Regions from separate parts of the Sus scrofa genome. Here region 1 is linked to region 2. Evidence: chromatin contacts called from public promoter capture Hi-C data. All regions are on one chromosome and are shown on one strand. Each heading gives the region's core, a stretch centred on a gene start, on an enhancer-like site or on the middle of the called end of the contact. The rest is flanking DNA. Distances are from core to core; before and after follow the strand shown. Region 1 has its middle 52 kb from the start of TMEM63B. Region 2 holds the start of MAD2L1BP (MAD2L1-binding protein).

What was found. Promoter capture Hi-C pulls out the DNA fragments that hold promoters and counts their contacts.
Region 1: a contact with region 2 is called in a promoter capture Hi-C map of fetal skeletal muscle, with 12 times the contacts expected there. The contact joins the enhancer-like site here to the promoter of MAD2L1BP in region 2. A contact is called at or near these places in 3 of 5 promoter capture datasets (fetal skeletal muscle and liver), 4 of 47 Hi-C or Micro-C datasets (blood, brain, fibroblasts and 1 more) and 2 of 2 datasets of contacts at active chromatin or transcription factors (alveolar macrophages and skeletal muscle).

The regions. Positions count from the first base shown.
Region 1 is chr7:39,083,288-39,088,450 of Sscrofa11.1, forward strand. No RefSeq gene overlaps it. Among named protein-coding and RNA genes, the nearest start is that of TMEM63B, 52 kb to the right of the region's middle. Within about 2 kb of position 3,309, at least 8 of the 83 cell types and tissues checked have an H3K27ac peak or open chromatin away from gene starts, as enhancers often do. A contact at or near this core is called in fetal skeletal muscle and skeletal muscle, where this site is marked.
Region 2 is chr7:38,610,103-38,615,315 of Sscrofa11.1, forward strand. It overlaps MAD2L1BP (MAD2L1-binding protein), which reads left to right and starts at 3,247. Exons shown (of 4, transcript XM_001929515.6): 1 at 3,247-3,384. GTPBP2 (GTP-binding protein 2) reads right to left here and starts at 3,114. Exons shown (of 12, transcript XM_003128412.6): 1 at 2,885-3,114. The coding sequence starts at 3,070.

The sequences.
Region 1 (5,163 bases), core at 2,059-4,558, 470 kb after region 2:
CCACTGTCCTTCCTGTCCCAAACCTGTGCAGTTGGGGGGAGTGCTCCCAACCCTGGGGGTGGGGGAAAGGGGGGAGGGGGAATGTTTTAAACTGTTGGAAGTGGAATAGAACTACCTGAAGGACATGAAATCAGATAACTGCCTGGGACACAATGTTCCGGTTCTATATGTCCTAGGACAATGTAAAAAAGTAGTCATCAAACTTTCAGCATCAGGATCTAAAGGAAAAACCTGCTTCTTTTCCAGGTCATGGGAATCTGCCCCCAACAGGACCTGGCTCATGCCTCCTGTCTGCCCACACTCCCACATGCTGTCCCTGAAGCTTCTCTCTTCCATTGCTAAGGCACGAAGGGGTGAGCAAGGATGTTCCGGAACACTGACCACACGTCCATCCTGAACTGGGTTGGACTGACTTTATCCTCCCATTTCCTGGAGCAGTTGGGTCTAAGCTGCCACGAGGTGCAGGAGGAAAATATTAGGACATCTTTTTTTTTTTTTTCATCTCATCTTTTTTTGCATTTAATGCGTGTTTCAAGGTAAGTAATATGAAAATACGCTTATATTACAGATGCATGCTCGGCAACTGTTTTATTGCTGGGGGGGTCGTGATCAGAAAAACCTTGGCGGTCACTGATCTAGGCTCAAGGGAGTGGGGGATTGCAGGTGAAGGATGGCTTGTCTTGTCCATCTTAGGACCTGACCTGAAGAGTGGTCAGCTCAGAACCGCACATGGGTCAGGGACTGGGTATTAGATGAACAAAGTCCACCCCCATAACTGACAGGGGAGGAAAAGGAAATAACTCTGGAGTGGGGAGTTTGCCCCAAGGAGCACATGGGCAGGTAGAGAGAGCCTCTCATTGGTGCTGTGTCTGCAGCCTCCCCATGCCCAACACCCAGCAGGCACCCAAACTCCACTTCTACCCACCCCAGTGAGCACTGTTCCCCACTCCCAGCCCTCTGGCAGCAGGCTTGTCTGAGCCCCTCGCTAACTCCTGATTAGCAGAGCCAGGCAACGTCGCCACCTGCTGCGTCCTCTCCCAGCCTGGTGGGAAGCCAGTTACAGTTTCCTATGCTAGCATTCTCTGGCTAACCTGGTGTAGGAGGAAGAATCTAGGCTCCAGACAGGTCTCAATCCTTGTGCAGCTGGGTGATCTTGGGCCCAATACATAATCCATATAAGCCTCAGTTTAACATGAGACTATACCAAGTCATTGCGAATATCAAGTGGCCTCCTGTGTGTACAGAGTCTGGCACAGAGTAGGTGTTCAGTGAGATTCTTACCACACACACACAGAGCAGGTGCCCCATAAAGAACCTGTTGAGATATGCCATCAGCATGGGAAGGAGAATTCTGCAGGCAGACTAGTGAGGCTTTGCAGAGCACCTACCTGTGGAAACTGTAACAGCCTCCCCAGGCCTTCTCCAAGCTCACCCAGTCTCCGGAAGGGGCGTCCTCCTTTTCTCCACCCTGCCGCCCCTTTCCCTCTCTCTGCACCACCTTTACTTCAAGTATGAGCTGAGGGTGACACCTGGTGGCCATATCTATAGCTGCAGGACCCGGAGCAGCGACACCACCAAACCAGAAAGGCCTGAGGTCTATGGGTGAGGAAGCCATTCTTTTGAGCACTTTCCCTGCACCTCCCAACTCCCTCTCAGGACCCAGGAAACCTCCAGGGCAGCCACTACCCACTCCACCTGAGAGCAGGTGGAGCTCTGACGGTTGCATCCGCCTAATGGCTGGGGTGACAGAGGCCTCTGCCCAGACCCTAGCCCCAAGTAAGAGGCAGCAGGACAATGGCTACATTTCTCCCAGTGCTTCTGGGGCCTTATAAGCAGCATCTCCTTCAGTTTTTATCACTAGGGCCTATTATCAGGCACAGCGAGGTTAAGCAACTTGTTTAGGATCACACAGCTCCTAAGTGCCCAAATGATTGAATGAATGGGACAGCTGGCAAGTCTCCGGTGGACAGAGGAGGCCAAGAGGAAGTAGCCATGAGGTTAGAAGTCCCAAGTTCCAACCCAGTCCCCCTCAAGGGCCTTCTGCTGGCTGGTCATAGTCTCCTTGACAGCACCATGGGCCCAGAAACCTCCATGACAGCCGCTACCCATGCCACCTGAGAGCAGCTGGAGCTCTGACAGTTACATCTGCCTAATGGCTGCGATTCTCAAGCTGCTGGACCTGAGAATCACCTGGGCAGAATTGCTGTAAATGCCCATGCTTGCTCCAGCCCTGCTGATGAAATCAAAATCAGTAGCAGTAGGGTGGGGGGTGGGAGTGGGGTTCCCACTGTGGCGCAGCAGAAACCAATCTGACTAGTATCCAAGAGGACTCAGGTTTGATGCCTGGTCTTTCAGTGAGTTAAGGATCCAGCGTTGCAGTGAGCTGTGGTGTAGGTCGCAGATTCGGCTCGGATCCCTCGTTGCTGTGGCTGTGGTGTAGGCCAGCAGCTGCAGCTCTGATTTGATCCCTAGCCTGGAAACCTCCATGTGCTATAGGTGCAGCCCTAAAAAGACAAAAAAAAAAAAAAAAAAAAAAAACAGTAGGAATGGAGCTGAAGGATGGGTATTCTTTAAAATCTTTCTAGGTGATTCTCTATGAAGCCAGGGCTAAGAAGGGGGCTCCTGGGACTTTCTCATCTCTGGACTTCACAGCCCTCTCAAGGTCAGTTCCCCACAGCTCGCCGCTGCCCTGAGGGCTCTCCAGAGAAACCAGCCCTCCCGCCACTAGAATCGCCTGGACATCTTGTCCACCCAGATGCAGCCTCCCCAACCCTCCGGATCCCAGGGAGAGGCCGGGCCACCAGCCCTTCCCAGAAGGGGCCTGGCAGGCTTGAGCCTCCTGAATCTCTGACCCCAGGCCTGGCCTCTGGGGTGGGGGCAGGGAAGGGCACCGGGAGCTTAACCCCAACAGGATGAAGGCGTCATAATTAGTGTCAGGCGCTTGGCTCAGCCTGCGGAAATCCCCGGCTTAGTAGGGATGGAGGGGCTCCGGCCTGGGAAGGGGGTCAGGACAGAAGTGAGGGGGCAGGGGAGCCTAGACACGTGGAGACCCCAGGGTCCTGAGCCCCTAGCCACCTCCTGAGAGGATCAACTAGAAGCTCAACACGGCTCACCCCCACCCCAGGAGCCGCTGACCCGCAGAGAGGAAGGGAAGGACTGACGGACCCCAGAGGCCCTGCTGCTCCCCCAGGCTGGGCTGGGCCAGGATCACCCCTTCCCCAGCCTTTGGCAGGAGGAGGAGGGCACCCATGGGAAAGAGCTACGTGAGCGTTCCCAGGGCAACGCAGGCTTCTCTCCAGCCTGTAATCCTCAGGCCTGGAGAGAGGGATCACTTTCCTCTGTGGAATGTAACACTGAGGGGACAAAATAGGGCAGAGGGACCTGGGGTGGAGGGGGCAGGTGCCAGGGAGTCCACTTTGCCGGGGGTACTTTCCAGCCCCCCAAAAGCCCTCCAAGAGGTGGCAGCTGCAGAGAAGAGGGGTCAGCCCCACCCCCAGCTCACCCCAGGGCATGAGGTCGGCAGCTGGGCTGGAGCTCTCAGCAGACCATCCCCACTCCCAAGAGCTCGCACCCTGGGGGCGCCTGGATGATCTCCTTTGCTCACCATTCATTTGCCGGGGAGGAAACTCATCCTGATTAGAATCAGCTAAGGCCATGCAGTGTCACAACCACACCTAGAAGCCCCAGCTTCCTAGGAGACTTCCCAGAGTGGGCCGGCAAGGACTGAAATACACAGCCATACTTGCGCCAGAGTCCCTCTGCCCCCACAGCAGGGCACCCTTCCCTCCAGGGTCATAGGCTGGGCATGGCAGGCAGAGAGCAGGTGCATACTAGTCACCGCAAGCCTGGGACCAGGGGCCAGCCCAGTGGCTCTCATGTTGAGATTCAACACCACTTTCTCCAGGAAGCCTTCCAGGCTGATCCACAAAGGGCCAGAAGTCCCCCTCCCCCTCCCCAGCCATGACCTACCTCCCCTCCCCAGCCTCACCCCTGGCCCATCACCTAAGTCCTGCATGAGCCTCAGTTCTGCTCACTCTGGGCGCTCCTTGACCCAGGAAACCCTGAGGGCATGACCGTGTAGGCACAGAAAGTACTGTGCCCACCCCAGCACTAGCCACAGGGAGGCTTTGGAGTGAAGGGCTCTGGGAAGGAGGGCAGAAGTCAGCTCGGGTCACCGAACCTGGAAAGAACCTGCAGTGGGGAAGTGACCTCAAACGTCATCCGATCCAGCCCCCAATGACCTCCCAGCTGGGGGGCAGCTTCTGCTCAACACCTGCAGAGATGGAGCTTTCTTTATTCCCCCATTCATCCCTTTGCCCAGCCAGGCTCACACAGCCAGCTTCTACATCTCAGGGGCCGAGGCAACCTGATCCGTTTTCAAGGGCACGTGCTCAGTCCTTAGCAAATGGGGTCAGGGGTCCATCGCCCACTTCCTGGGCTGACACAGCTCTAAGTAGAAGATACTGACCAGCAACCACCACCCGGCCTCTCCCACACACACACCTAAGTTGTGTTTACACAGAGCGAGCACGCTCTGGATTCATTTGTCTCAGCAACCATTGCAGGTGGGGGTGGCCCTTCTTGACAAGTAGAAGCTGAGGCTGAGGGATGACTTTGCAGCGGGAAGAGCGCTGGAGCCAGGACTCAGCCTCAGCAGCCATGCGCCCAGCCCCGGCACTCACTGCACGCACACACATGCACACACACACACACACACACACATGTGCACACACAGCCCTCTACCCCCAGCACTCACTCCATACACACACACACACACCACACACACGCACACACACACGCACGTGCACACACACACACGCACATCTCCACCAGCTGGGGCTTCCTGTGAAAAATGGGCTTTGCCTGGGGGGAAAGAAAATGCAATTTAGGCTCCTAACTATAAAATAACGGCCAAGGCAGGTCAGAGGCCTGCTGGGTCCCAGACACTGTGCTGTTTGTTAAATGCAGGGGATGCAATTGGTGAACCAAGAACTCCCACCACCCCGCCTCCAGGGCCGGGCCGGGGCTGCCCTGGGCTGGCACAGCCGGCGCATGCACGCACGCACACACACACATCCCCCCGGGTGGCGTGAGGCCCTGCACGTCCCAGGAGACAGGGTGTCCCAGCCCCTTCACTACCCTCTGATAAGCCAGCGGCTTCCA
Region 2 (5,213 bases), core at 1,997-4,496:
CACCATCCAAACCTAACCTCTACCTCCCCAATTCCCACTGGGGTCCAGGCAACTAACTTAAGAGAGCAGGAAGCCTTAGCCGCAACTGCTTAGGCAGGTGTCTGTCAAAGGTCATGGCAAACCAGCCTTCTATTCAGCCCCAGTGAGGCTTCTCCGAAGGAAACGCTTATGAGAACAGTGAATCACCCATCTAAGCCAAAAAAGAACCCTGAATCCTTTTTTTTTTTTTAAATGGCCTCACCCACAGCATATGGAAATTCCCAGGCCAGGGATTGAATCCAAGCCTCAGCTGTGACCTACACTGCACTGGGCCAGGGATCAGAGCTGGGCCACTGCAGTTGGATCCTTAACTTACTGCACCACTGCGGGAACTCCTGTGCCCCTACTTTTCTTTCTTTCTTTCTTTTTTTTTTTTTTTTTGCAAATTTATAATTATTTATTAAATCTTACTTTATGGGGCCTTGAGGCAACAGGCAACATCCCCACTTTTAGGCTCTCTTCTGATGCAGTATACCAAATAATTTAACCAAAACTAGACTGCTAATAAAATTTACAACTAATTAAACTTTGCATACTCTGAAAACTAGGACTGCTTAATAACACATCCCACAAGACTCTGCAGTTTATCACAATTCGTTTCTTCTGAAAGGTTACTAGACAAACACTCAGTTTGCTTGAGGTTTTTTGTTTTTTTAGGGCCGCACCCGTGGCATATGGAGGTTCCCAGGCTAGGGCCTATAACACAGCCACAGCAACCCAGGATCCGAGCCACGTCTGCAACTTACACCACAGCTCACGGCAATGCCAAATCCTTAACCACTGAGTAAGGCCAGGGATCAAACCCACAACCTCATGGTTACTAATTGGATTCCTTTCTGCTGCGCCTCAATGGGAACTCCTTGCTTGAGTTTTAAAAAGATATTTCCTTTGCCCCATTTGAATGACCAATAAAGACATAAGTCCCATTGGCAAAGTGAAAAGGGGGTGGAGCTCCTCCTCTTTCGATCACTGGCAGCACGTTCTTCCTAGACGCAAGATCACCCCTTTCCTTCTCCCTAGGGCCTCAAACTGCTGTCCGTACAGGTCTTTGTCTTCTCTGTGTCCAGGCTACTAAAGTCAACCTTTGCCACTGGTCTGGCAGACACCATGTCCTTCCTGCCCACCCCTCCCAGCTGATGACATCAAGAGTAAGAGGCTGCAAGAGGTTCTGGAGCAGGGCCAAAGGGTGAACTCAGCATCGGTCACTACAAGCCCAATGAGAGAGGGGCCCAGGTAAAAGACAGCAGGGCTCCAAAGCTGGGGTTCAGATGAAGAGAAGAAACTCCAAAAATATAAGGAAGGAGACAGACACCATAAACCAGACTCACTGTGCTTTTACCCTCCTGTCCCATAACCCTCAGGGCTCAGTTGAGGTGAAATCTTTTCTTTTCTTTTTTCTTTTTTTGCTTTTTAGGGCTGCACCCACGGCATATGGAGGTTTCCAGGCTAGGGGTCGCGAATCAGAGCTACAGCTGCCGGCCTACACCACAGTCACTGGAATACCAGATCCAAGCTGTGTCTGCGACCTACACCATAGCTCATGGCAATGCCAGATCCTTAACCCACTGATCGAGGCCAGGGATCCAACCCACATCCTCATAGATCCTAGTAGCGTTCATTAACCGCTGAGCCATGACAGGAACTCCAAGGTGAAAACTTGAATCCACCCCACAATGGCCTTCTCTTCCCTGTATCACGTAACCCAACACGGAAGCATCCTGTTGCCTGAGCTTCCCCCTCTCACGTGCAAAAGGATATACAATTTGCCTGGTCTACCTGTCCTGAATTTCTGCACTCCTCCTCCCTGGACATTTTATTTTTCTTCTCCCCTTCCTGTCATCATTCCATCCCTTTGAAGGCTCTCTGACTCCCAGGCTCTTACAGGGCTTCACCCATAATCTCCATCTCTTGGAATATAATGGAAATCTTTTCACATCAATAAAGACCTTCCTTGTTTATCATTTTGATGGAGGTGAAGAATAAGTACGGGTGGCTTCAGAAAAGTGGTGCAAGGATGATGGTCTAGGATAATGGTTCTCAACACGTGGTCCCAGGACCAACAGCATTCACATCACCTGGGAACTTGTAAGAAATGCCGATTATCAGGGCCACCTTTGACTTACTCAGTTGTAAATTCTAGGGGTAGAGCAGCAATTCAAGTGATTGTGATACATACTAAAGTTTGAATAATCACTTGATGAGGATCTCCCCCTTGGGTTCTCCTTTTCTAAGAGGGATAGAGTAGCAGTTATCCTCTGCCTTAGGGACAGATGGTACGGGTAGGTGGAGGCTGCCACCACTTCCTCATAGGACAGGCAAAGGGCAGGAGGACTAAGCCTAACTGTTTTCTGGTGTGTGTGTGTGTACACACTCAGGGATAGGGACAGAATATATTGCTCTTTGTGTGTGTGTGTGTGTATACACACTCAAGGATAAGGACAGAACACATTGCTCCTTCCTCGGGTACTCCTCTCCTCCCCGTAGAGCAAGTTTAGAAAACTCTAACTCCTCATCCCAGAACGCACTCTCCCTTCTCCTGTTGCAGCACAGGGAAGGGGCCCGGGGATTTTACTCTGCTCTTCCCAAGGGGATCCCCTTTTCCCACTTCTCCTGGAATTACCTACATCAGAGTGAGGAGATTCCCCTCCTCCCCTCTTCCTCCCCGGGGCCTGACACCTGGTGGGGACGGGGTCAATCTCTCTGTCCCTCCTCCCTGGGGTCCTCGAACCGGAAAAGAAGGGGGTCTTGACACCGGAAGGGGGGTACGAATTCTGTCTCGCCTTCCTGGAGTCCCAGGACCGGAAGGAGTGATTTCCTCTCACCCGGCTGCTTCTCAGGTGCTCACCTCGGGGGGCAGGTACGGAGGGTTGTTGGCTTTGCCCCCTCTGTTCCTTCCGTTCTTCTTTTTCCCCTTCGGGCCCCCGCAGCTGCTGCTGCCGCCGGCGCCCCTAGCCTTGAGGGTTCCGCCCACGGCCGGGCCCCCTCCGGGCCGGCAGCAGCCGCCGAACAGCTCGGATACCCGCGAGTCCATCCGCTGCTGCCGCCAGCCCCCCGCCCGGCCCCTCCCCCCGCCACCGCCGCCGCCACCACCTCCGCCACCGCCGCCGCCGCCGCCCCTACTGCCACCGCCGAGTCCGACCAGCCAGGAGGAGAGCGGGGTGGGGCTCTGCACAGGCCACGCCCCCACCCTGCCCTGGCTTCCAGGTCGCGTCAGAAAGAGTCGCGAGGCATCACGGGATATAGAGTCCTCAAGTCTGAGAGCTCCCTGGAAAGAGTTCGCCGCCGCCCTACCACTCCCAGGAGACATCGCGGCGCAAGGGGGCCGCGGGCGGCTTCGGGGAGTAGGTAAGGAGCGCGCCTATGCGCGCAAAGACCTAGGGGAGCTGTAGTCTGGTTCCCAGTCTCAGAGAGCTGAGCGGGTCTTTAATTAGGGCCTGGGGGTCGTGGGCCAGTTACCGGAGCGGAGGGCTTACATCCGAATTAAGCTTTGTGGGCGCTTCAGAGTTTGGCCCTTTGACGCCAGCCTCCACAACAAGTTTTGAACCTGGAGAACGCAGAATTTGGAGCGAGTGGTCTACTGGCTCCGCCCCTTCCTCAGTTTCTCCCTCGACGGCCGGCGTGCCGTCCGGGTGAGTCAGGACTAATGCCAGGGCGGAGGCGGATGGTGGTTAGCCTAATTAAGGCTTTTTTTGTTGCGAAGATTATGCCACCTTTATACAGTAGTCACTGCTTTATTACCAAGCTGGCACCCTCCGGGGGCTGGTTTTAGCAGCCCGAGACACCGCAGTAGCCCCGACGCGAGGCTCGAACCCATAAACAAGCCCCGCTGCCTTAGGGCCACCAGGATGCCCGCAGCGAGTATTACCCCTCCCCTTTGTTTTGAAGCCGAACCAATCCCGGAACACCGATTTTGGTTTTAAAACCGCCAGGGCTGTGGGAGGGGCCTGGCCCCTACTTGGGGCGGGGCTGGGGCTCCGGTTACGTCAACCACTGCGAGGGCGGGGGAGGTTTCCTGGAATAGAAACTTGGCCCAGGGCCCAGGGGATTGCTGACTTGACTTTCTTGCCAAGCTGTCATCTCGCTTGCTCTTTAGGGCTCTTGCAGTCAGCAAAGAGTAAACACATTCGGTGACATAAACCAGTGTACAAAACACTAGAAAGGCGGAGTGGGGAAGCAGTGTTGCTGGGCGGGGAGTCAGGACGCCAGAGTTCAATTCCCAACCCCATGGCTGACTTGTGACTCACCACTCATCCATTGTATGTCCACTTCCCATCTCTTCACAAACAGCGAGATGCTCATATAGAGACCAGAAACGAAACAGCCCTGCCCACCAGCCCTCGGTTTTCCTTGGAAAACTAGAAGCAGCAACAGTGGCTTACCTCTGGTGATCCTTTCAGGGGTTCAGACCTGGTGGAGTCCATGGCTTCCCCCAAGGACCACAAGGAGAAGACAGGCTACTGATCACGTAGTTGCTGTCCACATGGCATAACTCCCCAAATCGGTGATAGCGGAAGGGCCAAAATCTGCAAAAGGGCCGAGCAGACCCAGCCAATTATGTGATCTTATGTGATCGTCAGTGGCTGGAAGCACGTGCGACTTCTCAACCCCCTTAGCTAAGAAGGTTATGCTGCAGAGGTCGACCTTAGAGAGGGGCGAGGGGCACAACTTCTCCAGGGAAACTGCTACTTAGAGGCTGAGACAGAAGAACTCAGTGAGAGATCTCAAAAAGGATGGGGATTGGAAGTGAGAGCCAAAACTATTCCCCCGATATTCTCACCACCAGCAGCTCTGGGCTCTCTTGATAAGCAGGGCCTGGGCTGCACTGGCCTGATACTTGTTCTCTCATCGTCATGAATCCTTCAACCACCCCAACACACACACAGTTTCACTTTATTCTTCTCAATTCCCTTGTCTCCTGAGTGGAAAATTTATTTTAAGAGATGAGGAGGAATAACCCATTCTGATATCCATTCTTAACCTGGCTTACCACAAACAGGAGTGAAGGCCGGAAGGGGAGTAGGCTGACCCGGGATGTCTGCCCAGGAGACCAGATCCTGGGAGATGGAAGGTGGTGTATGTGTTTAGTTTCCTGGAGGGGTTGCTTATGAGGTGCTTATGAGGTGGTTGCCCATGGGGTAAATAATGGACGTCTGCACACAGACATTTTTTCCTGG